Regions from separate parts of the Mus musculus genome. Here regions 1, 2 and 3 are each linked to region 4. Evidence: chromatin contacts called from public HiChIP or PLAC-seq and promoter capture Hi-C data. All regions are on one chromosome and are shown on one strand. The core of a region is the stretch at or near the end of the contact, and the rest is flanking DNA. Distances in the headings are between cores, read along the strand shown. Region 1 overlaps Etv6 (ets variant 6). Region 2 overlaps Etv6 (ets variant 6). Region 3 holds the start of Borcs5 (BLOC-1 related complex subunit 5). Region 4 holds the start of 4933406J09Rik (RIKEN cDNA 4933406J09 gene).

Region 1 (2,700 bases), core at 120-2,619, 250 kb before region 4:
GGTCAGGAAGATCTTGACCTTACCGGGGTAACTTACACGCATGTAAGACATTTTGTCGCTGAGTCCTCTTGACAGCCCTGTGAACTGAATTTCCTTCTCCTCACCATTAAGATGAAAAGTCCAGTTTAAGGAGGTTAAAAAGGCAAGCTCAGCCAGCGCCACTCACAGAGCTGGTAGCCAGTCCAGTGGCCTCTCAGACTCTGTCTTCCTTCCTTCCCAGTATAAACCAAAGCCCTATTATCTAGATGAAAAGAATGAAAAACAGTGTCACATTCCCTCTGAGACTCAACTGCGGTTAAGACTTCATAAATTTCAGAAAAATAGGATAACTCACCAAAGTAAACATTTAAAAAACCACCTCACAGCAAATGGCTACCGCAACCCCAAACCTCAAGGTTCATATATTGAGATTTCAGTGAGCTTCATGATTCTCATCCGTCTCTTAAATACGGCTCTGTTTCCTGGTAAATAATATCTCTTCAGAGCCCTGGCACATAAATAGTGTAATAAGATCAGCTCTGAGCAGGCTGCCGTTCTAGTGCCCTCTAATTGCAGGGTGAAAATCCAGGGCCGCCTTAGCTCCTCATCTGTCTCCGTCTCTCACTGGCCACTGCCTGACACCCAGTCTGAGGTTCAACACCGTCTCTTCTTTTTGTGCTTTAGATAGATCCGTCCTTTGCACAGATTTTTTTTTTTAAATAAAGTGATTTGAAATGGAAAATTAAAAACTTAAATGCAAGTTTGGCAGCTTCTCTCTTCAGAAGCTTCATAAAATTCTCTATAGCACAGCTGCTCTGGATTCTCACCACTTAGCTGTTCTCACGATGTCTGAGAGATTAATTCTTACAGGGATGTGGTTGGAGATACTCCCCACGTCCCGTCCCCACCCCCCCATCTCCCGCCTCCCATGTTTCGCCGAGAATCTTCACTGGGAAAAGTTATGTGGAAAATCCCATCACCCGAGGTAAAGGTTCTTGAGTGATAGACACCTTTGGGAGTCTGTTACTTACCATGTTGTTTATGTGTGCTCTACTCATTTGAAATCCTGTCCTCTCTGGCAAAAATCTGAAATCTTATGTGCGATCCTGATAAGTGTGTGCCGACACTGTCTTGGGATGCCTCTGTGTGTCTGTGTCTGTGTGTGTGTGTGTGTGTGTGTGTGTGTGTGTGTGTGGTCTATCTGTTGTCTCTGTGGATCTGGATGCAGATACTTCAATCCTTCCTGGCAGATTTAAGCTCTCCACGTCCCACAGGCTGCAGTAGAGGACAAGGGCGGCATCAGAGAATGGAGAGCTTTGGTGGGGTCCCCACCCACTGGCCCAGAGACCAACTGTTTATCCCTGGGTCCCGGCAGCAGCTGAAAGCCAGGGGTGTTTTTGGGATTCGGCTGCCAAAGTTTCTTGAATCAGCCTTGTTCAAAGGCATATGCTGGGCTCACTTCTGAGGGAAATTTCCTTTTTGGGGAAGTTGAAGCAAAGGAATTTCCTGTGTGGGCAGACAGAGCTTCCTGACGTGAAGGCTTCTTGGAAGGGAAACAGTTTCATAATGAAATGACAAATTAAAGATATACCAGCCGGGTTCACTTCAAAACAGCTATTGAGAGTGCAGGCAAAGCCCTATTATACCCCCTCACAGAACAGAAATAAATCCCATCCTGACAGGTTTCTATATGCTGGGTTATATCTGTCCCCCCACACCTTCCTTCACAGTCTCCCACATGCTCCCTCTCCCACCCCCACCACTAGCTACCACCATCTCTGTCTTTAACAGGCTTCGAGCAGTCTCGGGGAGGCCTGGGGCATCCTTCCTGCCTCTTGTCACCTTTCCTTACCAGCTTCGCCCATCCTAGGAGTGCTTGGAGCCTCCTTGTAGGTGATGGTAAAGCCCGAGGCTGCCCAGACTTAGGAGTGATCTCTTTCCTTCTTTTGACATGATTGAAAACAATGATTGAAGATGGCTTCAGCTGGTTCCTTTAGCTGCCCCTTAAAATCTTGTAGGCAGTCCATGTAACTGCTATTCTTATCTCAGAGCTGGTCTGAAGCCGGCTTTGTTCAAGAAAATAGAGCTCTCTCTGCACTGGGCAGATGACGGTCTTGTGCTGAGCGTGTAGTTTTTTGCACTTCAGTCAGCCAGTGTAGCGGAGTTTTGGTTTTGTCTTGTACACTGATATGAAGATTCCCTTTGTTGCTGTTTTTATTTTTAAGACAGGGTCTTGCTTCATAGCCCTGGTACTGATCCAGAACCCACCTTGTAGACTAGGCCTTGGGCGTGATGTAATCCTCCTGTTGTCACCTCCTGAGTACGCATCTCTTTCTCTATCTCTCTCTCTCTTTTTCTGTGTGTGTCTGTGTCTCTGTCTGTCTGTCTCTGTGTCTCCTTTTCTTCTCCCTCCTTTCCCCCTCTTTTGTTAGGGTTGGGTTAAGGATAGAACTCAGGGCCTTGTGCATCCTGGGCAATTTACTCTCCCACTAAATTACACCCCAGCACCCTACATTTCTTTTCTTTTTCCTTCCCTCCCTTCCTTTCCTTCTTTCCTTCTTTCTTTGCCTTTAGAAAAAAACAAATTAAGAGAGAAAAAGATAACAGCATCTTTTGGGCAGTGTGTAAGAACAGCCATTATTCGTTAGGCCTAGGTCAGTAGGATCAAAAACTTACAGACCTTGGAAACCAACGATTTTAAACTGTCATTTCTAGCACTAT
Region 2 (2,700 bases), core at 64-2,563, 200 kb before region 4:
AATGTAGATAGAACCTGAGGAGCAGGACCTGAGGTTGTTCTCCGTCCCCACACTGACACTGGCACACATCCCGTGCTCACATGCGGTATATACACACCTACTCATAATACATATAGACACACTCGCGCACGCAAACACACACACACACACACACGTACACACACAGACACACACAGAGTACAGCAAGGGCCAAGGAGTTGGCTTATTAAGCAATTGGTAGTCATTGCATTAGAACATTAATCATTTTTAGATCCTTTCCTGGAAGTTCATCTTAATGGACGTCAGTGGAGAGAAGAAATGCGGCTATGTAGATCAAGGAGACTCCTTGGGTTCTGGGGAGGGAAATGGGTCATGGAACAGGAAATAGGAAAGAAAGAACATCTCAGAGTACCAGGTAGGAACAGCACCTCGCAGCAGAGGCCGATTTTTTTCACCACAGTCCTGTGAGCTCACATGTATTTTTACATATAATGAAATAAGGTGACCTGCCCAGATCATCGGCCAGGGAGGAACAGGACTTGGGATTTAAAACAGAGCTGCCTGATCTAGACATCTCATTCCCTGATGCCAGGTGCTGTCCTTGAGAAAAGGGCAGAGAACTGGAAAGCTGAGATTCAGTTGCCTCCTTCAGAATTTTGCATAAGGCTGACCCTGGCTGAAAGTCTCGTTTTGCAATCACCCATGTGGAGCTAGAAAAATCTCCTAATGCTAACTCATTTTGAGTTTGGCTTTCTTCTTACATAAAATTTATGTAACATCACAAACTAGTTTACATGGAATGCGATACTTGTTTATAAAGAGCCACTTGTTCGGAATATTTTTAGCGCCCCCCCCCAATTGTTATGGATACTTTCCCGGCTGTCTAGAAAAACTGGGCTATGTCCACACTCTCTTCAGAGGCTTGGGCTTGCACGATGCTCACATGACCACCTGAAAGCCGGTGATGTCCTTCCCCTCTAAGTCCTCACACTAACTATTATAGCTCTGAGATGTCTCCTAAGTCAGGATACGTGCAGGTTCACCTAGGAGATGATAAAAGAAAAAAAATCTTCAGTTTCTTCCCAAAGAAGTCACTTAAGCCAACTTGGCAAAGCCATTTTACCTTCCCCATTTAATACCTTAGTGGGCTTGTTTTCTGTGTCTCGCTCTTGATGGTTTGTGGGGGACACTCAGAGGTAGAGGGGTGACTTTATGAAGGTGGGTGTCTTCTCTTCTCCTTTCCTTCAGTGTTCTTTCCCAGCTACCACAGAAACCACACTTTCTCTACTGAGCACACATTCCTGGGACTAGAACAAAAGGCTCCTGTGAGCTAAAAAGCAGCAGGAAGGGTGGGGCAAAGGCCTGAAGGTTTTGAGGGCTTCATTTCTTCCTTGCTGGGGGCTGTATTGGGATAGGATGCAGTTTGGAGCCTGCTTCTTCACCACAGGGGAAACTGAAATGAGCCCTGAAGCTTCATAGGGGACCCCTCTAATCTTTATCCTCCTAACATAGTAACTTCCTGACCCTGGAGTGACTTGAGCATCTCCCAGCACTCAGCAGGCCCAGGAAACCAGCCGTGAGGCCGCAGACCAAGAAAGGGAGCCCTGTCAGTGAGGTTCGTCTGAGCCTCAGTTTACCCTGATGGCCTTTGCTTTGCTGAGTGCCTCCTTCCTTCAGCCTGTTCGTGACAGCAGAGCCAACAGCCATGGGAACCTGCCCTCCAAGGACAGTACACTTCATTGTTATAGGAGAGAACCAGGAAATCGGAATTTTCCATCCTTCCTATTGAGGAGAATTGGATTCCACAGAGAAAGTAACAGCTTTAAAAAGAAACACACACTCGAGAGTGTGCGCGCACACACACACACACACACACACACACACCCAGGTCCCTCTGCTCTGAGCTGGCAGACCTTCTTCCCTGCCCGGTAGTTCCAGACACTATGAACCAGGGCTTGGCCACGCTGCTGAGCTCCTGCACTTTCAGTAGCGAGTTAATGTGGCCATGACTCAGAATTATCGGACCCCAGATGCCAGAGAAGTGAACTAACTTCTTTTTGGCTCACAGTGGACTCATAGGCAACAAAATAGGTTTCGTGTTGTAATGAAGCAGTGTAGAGTGTGGCTCCCAAGCTGTGTGTTGTCTGCCCCTGCCCGCTTCATTGCTTGCTGGATCATTCTCTCCTATCCATCCTCCCTCAGAGCCAAGAGCCCGAAAGCCAGCCCAAGTCGTTTGCAAATAACACTCCTGAACTCAGCCTTGAAAAGACTTGTTACGATAAGCTTGTCCAGGGTGCATATTGTATCTCGAGTTTGGGAATAGCTGGGAAAACCTTCTACTCCATTTAGGGAGAGCCTGGATGGCTAGTGGGTGGGGCTCTGAGCACAGGATTAACACCAATAATACAAAGAAATACACGTAGAAAGTGCAAAGTTGATCTTGAAGAACAGCTTACAATTATTATGTAACACCTTCCTTCCAAGGACTACCAAGAACTTCCCTGCAGATTTCACCCAGTTCTCACGCAGCATGAATTATTTCCCAGAAATGATTTAGGCTCTTTTGGAAAATGCATTGATTCTTTTAACCGTCATGATCCCACTTACAGTAAAACCACTATTATCTGATTTTCTGAGTTGTAAAGCTATTATTAACGGGCACATTATATATGTTACCAGTACAGTGACAGCTGATGTGTGTAATGGTGACCCCAAAGTTCT
Region 3 (2,700 bases), core at 109-2,608, 240 kb after region 4:
TGAAAGTGCAGTCCAGTTGTAGCAGAAAACAGCAGTGTTTTGGAGATGCCAGTACCACTGAGAACAGCAACACTGGTGTACAGGCATCTGGAGCCTAGAAAACAAGGTGGGTGCTACAAAGGGCTGAGCTGGAGAAGTAACACAAGCCCTTGGAGGAGCCCAGAGCATCGAGAGTGGATCCCAGACATTGGATAGTCAGAGTTTGATTTTGCTTTTGATTGTGACTATGCCCTGGTATTTTTCCCTCTTGAAGTATGAAAGTATTTTAGTGGAGCCCACAGATAGGAGACTGAATTGTAAAAAGACTTTGAATTTCAAGATATTAGATATTTTAAAGGGATTGAACTTCGGTGGTAGTTGAGACTGTAGAAGGGTATAGATGTATTTATATCTCCCCCAAGGAAGGAATTTTAGCAACACAGGCATACATCATAAAGCCAAGCTGCTTGTAATATCTTGAAACAGATGAGAGAATCCCTATAAGGCATTGGGTTACTACCCATCTATATGAGATTGGCTCAGATAAGCAGTTTCCTTTTTTTGTATTAGCTGTTTATCTTCCTGGCTTCTGGTAGTTCCATAGTGATCTGTCAATAAAACAGCATATTCTAACAATTTCTTACTTATTTCTAACTCCTTAAAACACACACACACACAGTCTTGGCATTTCCTGTATGGCCTCCTACTACAAAACTCCCTGCTTTCAAAGTTTAGAAAAGAACTCTGCTTCTGTACTAGTGTGAATTGAAATTTGAGGGCTACAGACTACCTTTCTTCCTCATTGGTAAAATAGGTGTAAAAATACCGATTTTTGCCTGACATGGTGGTGGTTTACCCTGTAACCCAGCACTTCTGTTGATTGAGCCAGGATCGAGAATTCGAGGTCACCAGGGTCATACAGAGTGAACTTCTATCTCAAAAACAAAAACCCAGACCATTCTGTAAAGTCGTTTGAAGATAACCAGCATTACAGTTCTTTTTTTTTTTTTTTAAAAAGATTTATTTATTAATTGATTTTTATGTATATGAGTACACTACAGCTGTCTTCAAACGCACCAGAAGAGGGCATCAGATCCCATTACAGATGGTTGTGAGCCACCATTTGGTCGCTGGGAATTGAACTCAGGACTTTCGGAAGAGCAGTCAGTGCTCTTAACCGTTGAGCCATCTCTCCAGCCCCAGCATTATGGTTCTTAATATGTGTTGCTCAAAGGTAATTAATGTGTCTTCGGGGGTAGGAAAAGGCTTTATCTTTTGGACATCTTTGGCCTTGGGGAAGCCTAGCCCTTTAAGGCAGCGCCGCCCCAGCCTCCAGCGCGCGTCTCTTGCCCCGCCCCACCCCTCGGGTTTGGAGGCGGGACCTCCAAACCCGGAACTGAAGGCCGCGCATTGCCGGCCCGGCCAATCGGCGTCCCGGAAGGAGCGAGCTGAAGCCACCGAGCCAGTGAATGACAGCAGCGCCGCCCGCCGGTCGCGGCTGCAGCCCTGCCGGCGTCCCGAGCCTCCTGTCAACGCGAGCGGCGTGCTTTCCAGCGGCGCCTCTCCAAGTGTCTGTGGCCCAGCGGGGTCTCCCCGCTCTCCCTAGCCTCTGCCCCGGTGTCCCTCCGCTGCAGGGGCCATGGGCAGCGAGCAGAGCGCGGAGGCCGAGAGCCGCCCCGGCGATCTGAACGCCTCAGGTCGGTGCCTCACCTCCCCGCACCGGTGTTGCTGGCGAAGCCGACCGCCCCGGTGCAGGCCCTCTGTGTTCCCTAACACAAAAAAAGCGTGGCCTCCCGCCCCAGTCCTAGTCCCCTAAACCGGCTTGCCCGGCTTCACTCTAATTTCTAAAAGACGACCTACTTAGTGTTCGGTTCCTGGACTCCACACTGACGTGGAGACTTGGGTCACACTGGATCGATCATACCCGAGTCCTCCAAGATCAGGTTTTCTGAAAATCGGGGTGTCGAGGAACCTTTTCAGAAGGGTCCTGTGAGCACTGGGCGGTCACTCTCAGTGTTTGGGTGCAAATATTTCCAGGCACCGCTCTCTGGCCACTCAGGTATCGGTTTTTTGTTTTGTTTTGTTTTAATAATTTTAAAAATAAGTTGGCCAGGTGGCAGGCAGTCTCTCGTGTATCTTCTGTTCACATTTTTTAGACGTCTCTTAGCATTTGGGGTAGGATTTGGAAGGGTTTTGTCCTGTACCTGTAGTAAGTGCTCAATAAAACAGCTGGCAATTGAAAACCATTTGGTCCTTTTGTTGTTACTTAGGTAACCTCTGAGAGGGCCCTCGATAGGCTCAAGGGTTACAAGCCTAATTAGTTAAACTCTCTCATAGCCAAAGAGTCTCAGAGTGGCTCTCTACTTGGTAATCTTTGCAACTTAGAAATGTGGAAGCTAACAGATGATTCATGCTGAAGGGCGTTCCTTCAAGACCTGCAGTCAGGGGCTTGCAGCTACTAGCTTTGTTATGTTTTCATTCCTTGGAAGGCCTAGAGTATCACGTCTGTTTTTAAGAAACCCGCAAAAATGGCTCATCTCATACTTTTTTTTTTTCTGTATCAGGCCAGAAGCACACTTTAGGGGAAGTAGTGTAGCATCCTATCAGACAGTTGCTCATCCGGGAACCATAGAAATGAGCATAGGCTCATTTCTGATAGAACGTACACATCCCGTGCCAGGATAATGTTTATAGTATACCCATTTTTGCCCACATCTTTAC
Region 4 (2,700 bases), core at 11-2,510:
GTCCATATCCCTCCCCAAACTCCTCTTCCCATCATCTGTGAATTCATCACTACCCAAGTCAATCATAAAAAAAATGTCAAACAGATTCGAGGACAGTGCTCAAAGGTGAATTTCAAACCTCCCACTGTATATTTGCTGGTTATTCACAGTCAGGGGTGAGGCATTTTTCACAGAATGTTGGACTTGTTGCCCACACTCAGACACCCAAGCCAGTGCAAGCCAATGGTTCTTATTCCACACCTGCACACATCACACTCTGGGTAGCAATGAGAAGCCACCCGAGGAGTTTTACATCTATACCTGTTTTGTCATTGTCCAACTCATCCCCGTGCACATCCTGAGACCTTTGACCCCTAGTTATAGAACATGCATTGCAAATGTTCTTCCCTAACTCTGGGATTTTGTTCTCTGGGTGGTGTAAGAGTTGAACTCAGTGTCTCAGATACACTAGGCAGGCACTCTGCCGCTGAGCTAGCCCCAGCCCTCCTCACAGAACACACGAAACTCACTCATCCTCCATATAACTATCCTCTAATAACTCAGTTGTTTAGTGTGAGGCTTCTGAACTGCCAACTCCCCAACACTGTGAAGGTCAGCCCGCTCCTCCAACACCTCTCGACAGTAACCCATTCTTGGTTTATTTTCTATGGCTGCGATAAAGCCGGCATGACCAAGAGCAGCCTAGAGAAGAAAGGGTTAATTTGACTTACCATGACCTGATCGCTGAGGAAAGCCAAGGAAGGGATCTGGAGGCAGAAACTGAAGCGGAGACCTGAGAAACTGCCTTGTTCCCCACACCTTGCTCAGCTGGCTCTTTTCTGTAACAGAGGATCGCCTCTCCAGCTTGTCATGCGGCTTGTTCACATCTTCACAGATCAGGAAACAGAAAGCTCCTGTAGGAAATAGAGGCCCAAGGCCCGACCTGAATCCTTCTAAGGATTTCTTAACCTTCGAAAAACAGCGCCACCTACTGGGCACGAATGTTCAAGCACATGAGCCACGGAGGACACCAAACTTCACCTCCTTCGCATCCCTCATCCAGTCAGAGGCACAATGAGTAACAGAAATGACTCCAATGCATCCAAATGTGCCTCAGGCAACCAAGCCTATAGTCCAAGGTGAAGATTCGGTGGGGCTGAAAGCCAAAGAACTTAAATGATTTAACTAAGGGTTAAATTAATTTAAAGTAAAATCATATGTTGTAAAGAACTGGTGTCAGATTGGTCCCTTCAACATTCCACCGTGGATAGGGGAGGCTCCTGAGGCGTCCACCCACCCCACCCCACCCTGCCAAGGAGCTAGTGGCAGTTAACAGTTGCTGGGGTGAGGGTGCCATTTCTTCAGTGGTGTAGCCACTGGTAAGTTGCCCCTGCTTTAATTAAATGACCCACCCCATAGCCATGATCACACAAGCAGCCCTCGTGGGGCTAAAAAAGGCATGGGAAGAAGAAAGTCAATACAAGCGTGAGGGAGAACGGTAATAGGGTAAGACTATGACCACAATATGTTGTACACTCGTGTGAAAGTGTAAAAATAAATGTATTTGGCTTGACTGACACATTAAAAAGAGCTTATTTCAAATGCCTTCTGTAACACCGAACCGAAACCAATACAATATTCTCTCCGGTTTGAAGGAGACCTTCTAACACTAAGCATTTATAGTCAGATAAGGACTGCTGAGATGATGTACAAACAGGACAAACTGGAAAAGCTGCTCTCTGCAGGACAACAAAGGAACGCATTCTGCAGGAACCGGTTCTCGTTTTCATGGGAGGTATTGTGTTTACATTACCCTCATTTTCTACACATTAACTTGCATCTCCATAGACTTGCAATGTGGACGAATCTAGAGCACGCAAGGGTCAGGCCTCTAGGAACCAGACGGTTTCCAAACTCCCAACCACCCACTGAGGAGATATCACCAGGCTTTTACCTGTTTCAGACAGTGTAGTATTTTTCTGCTCCAGAGTCAAGTGGCAATGATCCTGGTTCTAGATAAGAAGACAAAGAGTTAATCAAAGACATCTAAATAGTGACAGGAAAGATAGTCAGGGTCTGGGCTCTATAGACAGACAGCCTGGGCTCTCTTCAACCTCAGCTTAGCCGCATATGTCACCTTAAGCAATTCGGTGCCTCGGTTTTCTTATCTGTAAGTTGGGCATAACTATAAACACTCTCTACACAGCTGAGTTTTAAGAAGAAGGAGAAGAAGAAGAAGAAGAAGAAGAAGAAGAAGGAGGAGGAGGAGGAGGAGGAGGAGGAGGAGGAGGAGGAGGAGGAGGAGAAGAAGAAGAAGAAGAAGAAGAAGAAGAAGAAGAAGAAGAAGAAGAAGAAGAAGAAGAAGAAGAAGAAGTGACTCCAAAAAATCCCAGCTATTGTAATGACACCTCTCTGCAGCCCGAGACTATGAAAACATGCTTCTGTTTATTTTTAAAGTTGATGACCGACTAGGTCGAGAAGTCTCTCTTGATGACCATAAATTCGACAAGATGGATGTTCGCTTTCTCCAAGTTTCTCATTGCCTCTCCTAGAGTAGACACAGACTCATTGTCAGTCAGGTGTAGACCAACATTTGCCCTCATGGCTTCCGGTAGAGGAAGAGGTGATATTAGCGTCAAGTCTGAGATGTTCTTAATTGTGGAGTCCTCAAAGGAAGTTGGGGATAGCTAAATCCACCACAATTCTATCCCGCCTCTGTGC

The links. Promoter capture Hi-C pulls out the DNA fragments that hold promoters and counts their contacts. HiChIP or PLAC-seq counts read pairs in DNA pulled down with a chosen protein or histone mark.
Region 1: a promoter capture Hi-C map of liver shows a contact between it and region 4, with 2.1 times the contacts expected there. The contact joins the enhancer-like site here to the promoter of 4933406J09Rik in region 4. A contact is called at or near these places in 6 of 39 promoter capture datasets (the C10 cell line, the HPC-7 cell line, hippocampal neurons and 2 more), 6 of 484 Hi-C or Micro-C datasets (the N1E-115 cell line, cerebral cortex, liver and 2 more), 5 of 115 datasets of contacts at active chromatin or transcription factors (embryonic stem cells, large pre-B cells, microglia and 1 more) and 3 of 9 other capture datasets (embryonic stem cells, liver and macrophages).
Region 2: a contact with region 4 is called in a FOXA1 HiChIP or PLAC-seq map of pancreatic cancer cells. The contact joins the enhancer-like site here to the promoter of 4933406J09Rik in region 4. A contact is called at or near these places in 4 of 39 promoter capture datasets (the C10 cell line, the HPC-7 cell line and liver), 3 of 115 datasets of contacts at active chromatin or transcription factors (embryonic stem cells, oligodendrocyte precursor cells and pancreatic cancer cells) and 3 of 9 other capture datasets (adipose tissue, liver and macrophages).
Region 3: a contact with region 4 is called in an H3K4me3 HiChIP or PLAC-seq map of embryonic stem cells, with 34 read pairs. The contact joins the promoter of Borcs5 here to the promoter of 4933406J09Rik in region 4. A contact is called at or near these places in 9 of 39 promoter capture datasets (the C10 cell line, cranial neural crest, embryonic stem cells and 4 more), 1 of 15 datasets of contacts at CTCF or cohesin (the NIH/3T3 cell line), 1 of 484 Hi-C or Micro-C datasets (bone marrow-derived macrophages), 22 of 115 datasets of contacts at active chromatin or transcription factors (the 230-238 cell line, T-cell acute lymphoblastic leukemia, bone marrow-derived macrophages and 14 more) and 3 of 9 other capture datasets (adipose tissue, liver and pancreatic islet).

What each region holds. Positions count from the first base shown.
Region 1 is chr6:134,150,667-134,153,366 of GRCm38.p6, forward strand. The region is part of intron 2 of Etv6 (ets variant 6); the gene reads left to right. Among named protein-coding and RNA genes, the nearest start is that of Gm52920, 34 kb to the right of the region's middle. Within about 2 kb of position 1,370, at least 90 of the 459 cell types and tissues checked have an H3K27ac peak or open chromatin away from gene starts, as enhancers often do. A contact at or near this core is called in cerebral cortex, hippocampal neurons, liver and 3 more, where this site is marked.
Region 2 is chr6:134,198,783-134,201,482 of GRCm38.p6, forward strand. The region is part of intron 2 of Etv6 (ets variant 6); the gene reads left to right. Among named protein-coding and RNA genes, the nearest start is that of Gm52920, 14 kb to the left of the region's middle. Within about 2 kb of position 1,314, at least 102 of the 459 cell types and tissues checked have an H3K27ac peak or open chromatin away from gene starts, as enhancers often do. A contact at or near this core is called in adipose tissue, embryonic stem cells, oligodendrocyte precursor cells and 1 more, where this site is marked.
Region 3 is chr6:134,639,582-134,642,281 of GRCm38.p6, forward strand. Borcs5 (BLOC-1 related complex subunit 5) reads left to right here and starts at 1,359. Exons shown (of 4, transcript NM_026371.3): 1 at 1,359-1,676. The coding sequence starts at 1,619.
Region 4 is chr6:134,402,155-134,404,854 of GRCm38.p6, forward strand. 4933406J09Rik (RIKEN cDNA 4933406J09 gene) reads right to left here and starts at 1,261. Exons shown (of 9, transcript NR_153848.1): 1 at 711-1,261. The region is part of intron 2 of Bcl2l14 (BCL2-like 14 (apoptosis facilitator)); the gene reads left to right.